Linked DNA regions of Sus scrofa: region 1 is linked to region 2. Evidence: chromatin contacts called from public Hi-C data. All regions are on one chromosome and are shown on one strand. The core of a region is the stretch at or near the end of the contact, and the rest is flanking DNA. Distances in the headings are between cores, read along the strand shown. Region 1 holds the start of PGAP3 (post-GPI attachment to proteins factor 3). Region 2 holds the start of MIEN1 (migration and invasion enhancer 1).

The links. Hi-C and Micro-C count contacts between places; a contact is called where the count stands out from the background.
Region 1: a contact with region 2 is called in a Hi-C map of liver, with 1.8 times the contacts expected there. The contact joins the promoter of PGAP3 here to the promoter of MIEN1 in region 2. A contact is called at or near these places in 1 of 5 promoter capture datasets (liver), 13 of 47 Hi-C or Micro-C datasets (blood, embryonic fibroblasts, fetal skeletal muscle and 3 more) and 1 of 2 datasets of contacts at active chromatin or transcription factors (skeletal muscle).

The regions. Positions count from the first base shown.
Region 1 is chr12:22,628,978-22,631,677 of Sscrofa11.1, forward strand. PGAP3 (post-GPI attachment to proteins factor 3) reads left to right here and starts at 1,442. Exons shown (of 7, transcript XM_013979725.2): 1 at 1,442-1,774. The coding sequence starts at 1,594.
Region 2 is chr12:22,586,772-22,589,471 of Sscrofa11.1, forward strand. MIEN1 (migration and invasion enhancer 1) reads left to right here and starts at 1,423. Exons shown (of 4, transcript XM_003131517.5): 1 at 1,423-1,582; 2 at 1,686-1,783; 3 at 2,530-2,606; 4 at 2,694-2,700. The coding sequence starts at 1,494.

The sequences.
Region 1 (2,700 bases), core at 192-2,691, 42 kb after region 2:
GGGCCTAAGGCTCAGGAAACGTTTGCTGAACGGTGTGAATGAATAGAATCCAATTTTACTTTCGGTTCATTCCATCTCCCAAGATAAAAAGAAAAAGTTGGCCAGGGGTGGAGAGAGTGGACAGGAGGAAAGGCAGTCATTAATCTGCACCCACACTAATTATGCATCTAGCTATAAGGCGTCGGTGCTTCAATCAGACGGGTTGTGTGCTTGTGCTGGGGATAGAGTGGGGAGGAGGGGTGATACTAAAGCAAACGTCCTCCTATTCCCAAAGATCCTCCTCTTAATATTCCTTGAAATACTACACCTCCCTCTCCTACCTCAACGTCATCTGAATCACTCTGGTGATTTGACAGCCTTGGTTTGGCACACAAATTCTTACGCCGAATTACGTTATTCATTCACTTAAAAACAAACAAAAAAACCGCGTTCTTAGCGAGCGCCTACCCTGAGCCAAATTCTCTACTAGTACTGGTAGTAGAGTAGTAAAACAAGACAGCAGAGGTCCTCACTCTGCCAGGGAAAACAGACCACTGTATATCACCTTCCAGGTGTTATCACCCTCAGAAGTAGTCTTTATTTTGAGACTAGAAAAATCAGCAGGAGTGGGATTAAGAGTGATACAGACGGGGTAAAGCTAGGGAGCTTGAGAGACATGGCCCCTTGAAGTGGGTCAGAGGCAGAGTAGTGAGGGAGACCAGTAGGCAGGAGCCAGATCCTGCAGGGCTTGTGGAGTTACGATTTTATCCTGAGGTAAGTGAGAGCCTGGAAAGAATTTTAAGAAGGAAAAAGTGAAATGATCAAAATTGAATTTTTGAAATTGGAGCATGGGCTGGAGGGGGTTTAAGTAGAGGCAGGGAGATGTGTTAAAAAGCTACTACAGCTGCCTCGGTGACAGATGCTGATGACTTTATTTTTTTATTTTTATTTATTTTTTTATTTTTGTCTTTTTGCTATTTCTTGGGCCGCTCCCGCGGCATATGGAGGTTCCCAGGCTAGGGGTCGAATCGGAGCCGTAGCCACCGGCCTATGCTAGAGCCACAGCAACGCGGGATCCGAGCCGCGTCTGCAACCTACACCACAGCTCACGGGAACACCGGATCGTTAACCCACTGAGCAAGGGCAGGGATCGAACCCGCAACCTCATGGTTCCTAGTCGGATTCATTAACCACTGCGCCACGATGGGAACTCCCTGATGACTTTAAACAGGGTGGTGGTGACAGTGGAGAAGGAGAAAAGTGGACAGTTTCAGGTACATTAGGAAGTGGAAATCCGATAAGGCTGGGAACCGAAAAACAGCCCCAGTTCAAATTAAGAGACCCCGGAGAAAAAAGAACACGGATGTTGATAAAATACAACTTTATTTTGCTTCTTAACTCACCTGGCGTCTCCCTTCCCTAACCCTTTCGCACGTTTTATGCAGATAAGAATAAGACAGGAGGCGGGGCAGGCGCCCAGAAAAATCCGGGAACTTTTATTTAAACTAGGGTGGACGTCAGCGGAGAGTTTGCGAAAGAACACAAGGCACTTCCGGCTATCCCGGAAGTGAGAGAACTTAAGTTCCTCCGCCGGCGGAGGGCCAGGGTGAAGGGATGGCCTGGCGGACGGCGCGGCTGCTGCTGCTAGCCGGAGCAGCCGCACTAGCAAGCGGTTCACAGGGCGACCGAGAGCCGGTGTACCGTGACTGCTTGCTCCAGTGCGAGGAGCGGAACTGCTCCGGGGGCGCACTGAAGCACTTCCGCTCCCACCAGCCAATCTACATGAGTCTAGCAGGTAAGCCCCACCCCGCGGTAGACCCCGCCCATTTATCTTGGCCCCGCCCCTTCGCCCCCAGTTGCTACCCCTGCAGTGTGTGTTTTCGTTCCTCCCCTGAATCCATTATGAACATAAGATGAGTGGAAGCTCTGGTGATCCTCATCAGCCAGGAGCTTCATTTACTTTTTCTTACTTAGTCAAATGGGCATTTACCACCTCCTGGGTACAAATCCCTGGAATGACACTGAAATCAGACCAGGGTCCAGCCCTTAGGGACTTTGAGTCCCTACCTGGGACTTCAGCCTTCTCAAATACAAGGAAGAGGACAATTTATTTTTATTTATTTATTTATTTATTTATTTTTAGGGACGCACTTGCAGCATTTGGAAATTACCAGGCTAGGGTTGACTTGGAGCTGCAGCTGCCGGCCTATACCACAGCCACGGCAATGCCGGATCTGAACAGTGTTTGCAGTCTACATCACAGCTCATCACAGCAGGATTCTTAACACACTGAGCGAGGCAGGGATCTAACCCACGTCCTCATGGATACTAGTCTGGATGAGTAGTGAGCCAGGATGGTAATTCCTGCAGAGGACGATTTGAGCCCTAAGCGATTAAGCAGTAGGAGCATGTAGGGGAGGGAGGAATCATTTCTGGCTTTGAAAATGTGGGGGCAGTGATTGTTTTGGAACATTCTGTAAAGGAAGGGCTTCCAGATGGATACATTAAATTTAGATCTGTGGCCATAGTGGGCACTTATTCAGTTAATTTTCACAACAAACCTTTGAGGTCGATTCTCTTAACCTGATTTTTATAGATGGGAGACTCAGAGAGGTTTAGTGCCCCGCCCAAAGTCACACAGCTAGTAAGTGGTAAAGCAGAGTTTTCTGTTCTGGCTTGTTTGACTACAAGTGTGTTCTCTTTACTATCCGCTTTGCATGC
Region 2 (2,700 bases), core at 173-2,672:
TTGCTGTGGTTGTGGTGTAGGCCGGCGGCAACAGCTCCAATTAGACCCCTAACCTAGGACCTCCATATGCCAAAGGGGCAGCCCTAAAAAAAAAAAAAAAGAAAAAAGAAAAGAAAGAAAGAAATCTTGTGAAAAATGGAGGAAAATGTTTGCAAATCATAATCTGACTAGGGACTTGGTATCTAGAATAGAGTTGACCTTTGAACAATGCAGAGGTTAGGGGTGCCGACAACCCTTGAGCTGTAGAAAATCTAAGTATAACTTCACAGTCAGCCCTTCCTATCCATGGTTTCCATCTTCAGGTTCAACTAACCTTGGATTATGTATTATGTATTTATTGAAAAAAATCCATGCATAAGTGCTGCATGGTTCAATGTTGTATTGTTCAAGGGTCAAAGGTATATAAAGAACACTTACAAATCAATACTAAACCCACTGAGCGAGGCCGGGGATCGAACCCACACTCTCATAAATGCTAGTTGTATTTGTTTCTGCTGCGCCACAACGGGAACTCCAAAAAAGAATGGTTTAAAGAAATGCTAGGTTTGGTAACCTGTAAGGATGTCCCCAGGGAGAGAAGAGACAGAGAGTCAGCCTCCATTTCAAAAACTGCAAAATGGAAATAAAGAAGCCAGCTCTTTATTTATTTATTGTCTTTTTTAGGGTCACACCTGCAGCATTTGGAGGTTCCCAGGCTAGGGGTCGAATCGGAGCTGTAGCCGCTGGCCTACGCCAGAGCCACAGCTGCAGGGGATCTGAGCCCTGTCTTCGACCTACACCACAGCTCACAACACCGGATCCTTAACCCACTGAGCGAGGCCAGGGATTGAACTGGAGTCCTCGTGGATGCTAGTTCGCTAACCGCTGAGTCAGGACGGGAACTCCCTTCTCAGTCCCCCCGCCCCCAGCTCTTTATTGCGAAGCAAGGAGGAGACGGGAGGTGAACGTGAACGTGATGGCAGCATAGAGCCTACAGAATGGGAGGCTCAGAGCCTCAGGTTTTCGAAGGCAGGAGAGTGGTAGCGATTGCCCAGACTGTGCCTGCAGTCTAGCGCTTAAGAGTCAGAAGTACGTGACCGTGTAACTATTGAGTGGTTTAAAATGCCATCAGCATGTTAGCGAGAAATGGCAACTGTTCTATCGCATCAGCCAAACCCAGGCTCTGGGTCCGCTTGCCCCACTTTCCCTTCCTTTTGTAAACTGGAGAGCGTTTTGCAGTCTAAGACATTTCATTAGATTAAATAAGACCGTGAAGTCCAGCAGACACCAGGTGCACGGCAAGTTAGGCCCTCTGATAGCCCGGGAGCAGGAAAGTGGTCTGGACCCACCTGCCCTTCAAGCTGGCGATGGGGTCAAAACGTAGCAGCCGCCGTGGCCTGCAGGGGGCGCCCAGACGTAAGGAGCGGCCCCGTCCGGCGGCCCCGCCCCGTCACGTGCCCGCGGCGTCTCGTCATACCCGGAAGCAGCGGCAGAGGGGAGCCGGCGGCAAGGCAATGAGCGGGGAGACAGGGCCGACATCCGTAGCGCCCCCTCCCGGGGAGATCGAACCGGGCAGTGGGGTCCGCATCGTGGTTGAGTACTGGTGAGCGGCTCCGGCCAGTGCGAGGATTCGGGCTGAACGAGGGTGGGTCCACTGGAGTAACCTTTCCCGAAATCCAAGTGGACCCCAGGTGTCTTCTCCCTAGTGAACCCTGCGGCTTCGAAGCGACCTACCTGGAGCTGGCGAGTGCCGTGAAGGAGCAGTATCCGGGCATCGAGATCGAGTCGCGCCTGGGGGGCACAGGTGAGGCCGCAGAACACCTGCTGAGTCAGTGTTCTAAATCCCAGCTCTACCACTTTCTGGCTCTGGCATTGGCTGTTTTGAGGTTTTTTTTTTTTTTTTTTTTTTTCTTTTTTGTCTTTTTAGGACCGCACCCACAGCATATGGAGGTTCCCAAGCTAGGGGTCGATTCGGAGCTGTAGCAGCCAGCTTACACCACAGCCACAGCAACGCAGGATACAAGCCACGTCTGCAACCTACACCACAGCTCATGGCAACGCTGGATCCTTAACCCACTGATCGAGGCCAGAGATCAAACCCGCATCCTCCTGGATGCTAGTAGTGTTCGTTAACCACTGAGCCACAACGGGAACTCTGTATTGGCTGTTTCACATCGTGTACAGTAGTGAGTGGCACATAGTAAAACGGCCAACCAACGTAAGGCCCCTACCTGGTGAGGCGGGTCACAGATGAAGCCTGTTGGGGAAAACGGATGAGACTGAAGTGCAGAGTTGGAGGGGAGGGAACCTTTTATTGAGTTATGAGGCTGAGTTCAAGGGAAAGATACACTGAGACGCCTCCATTATTAGGTTCCTCTGGCTTTGATACAGGGTTGGCAAATGGCTTTCTAGAGTCCTCATGGGGCCAGCGAGGGACAAGAAAGAGCCGGTGTTAAATCTAAGAGTGGGGAGGGCCCCACTTTGGAGGGCTTCCCCTGACTCTTACCTGTTCTCAGCATCCAGTTCATTCATCCGTTTGTTTAATACCAGGGGCCTTTGAGATCGAAATCAATGGACAGCTGGTGTTCTCCAAGCTGGAGAATGGGGGCTTTCCTTACGAGAAAGATGTGAGTACTTGCAATGCTGGGAAGATCCCCGGCTCGCCCTGCCCCCACAACGAATGCATCATCCCATTCCCTGTCTCTGCCTTCTAGCTCATTG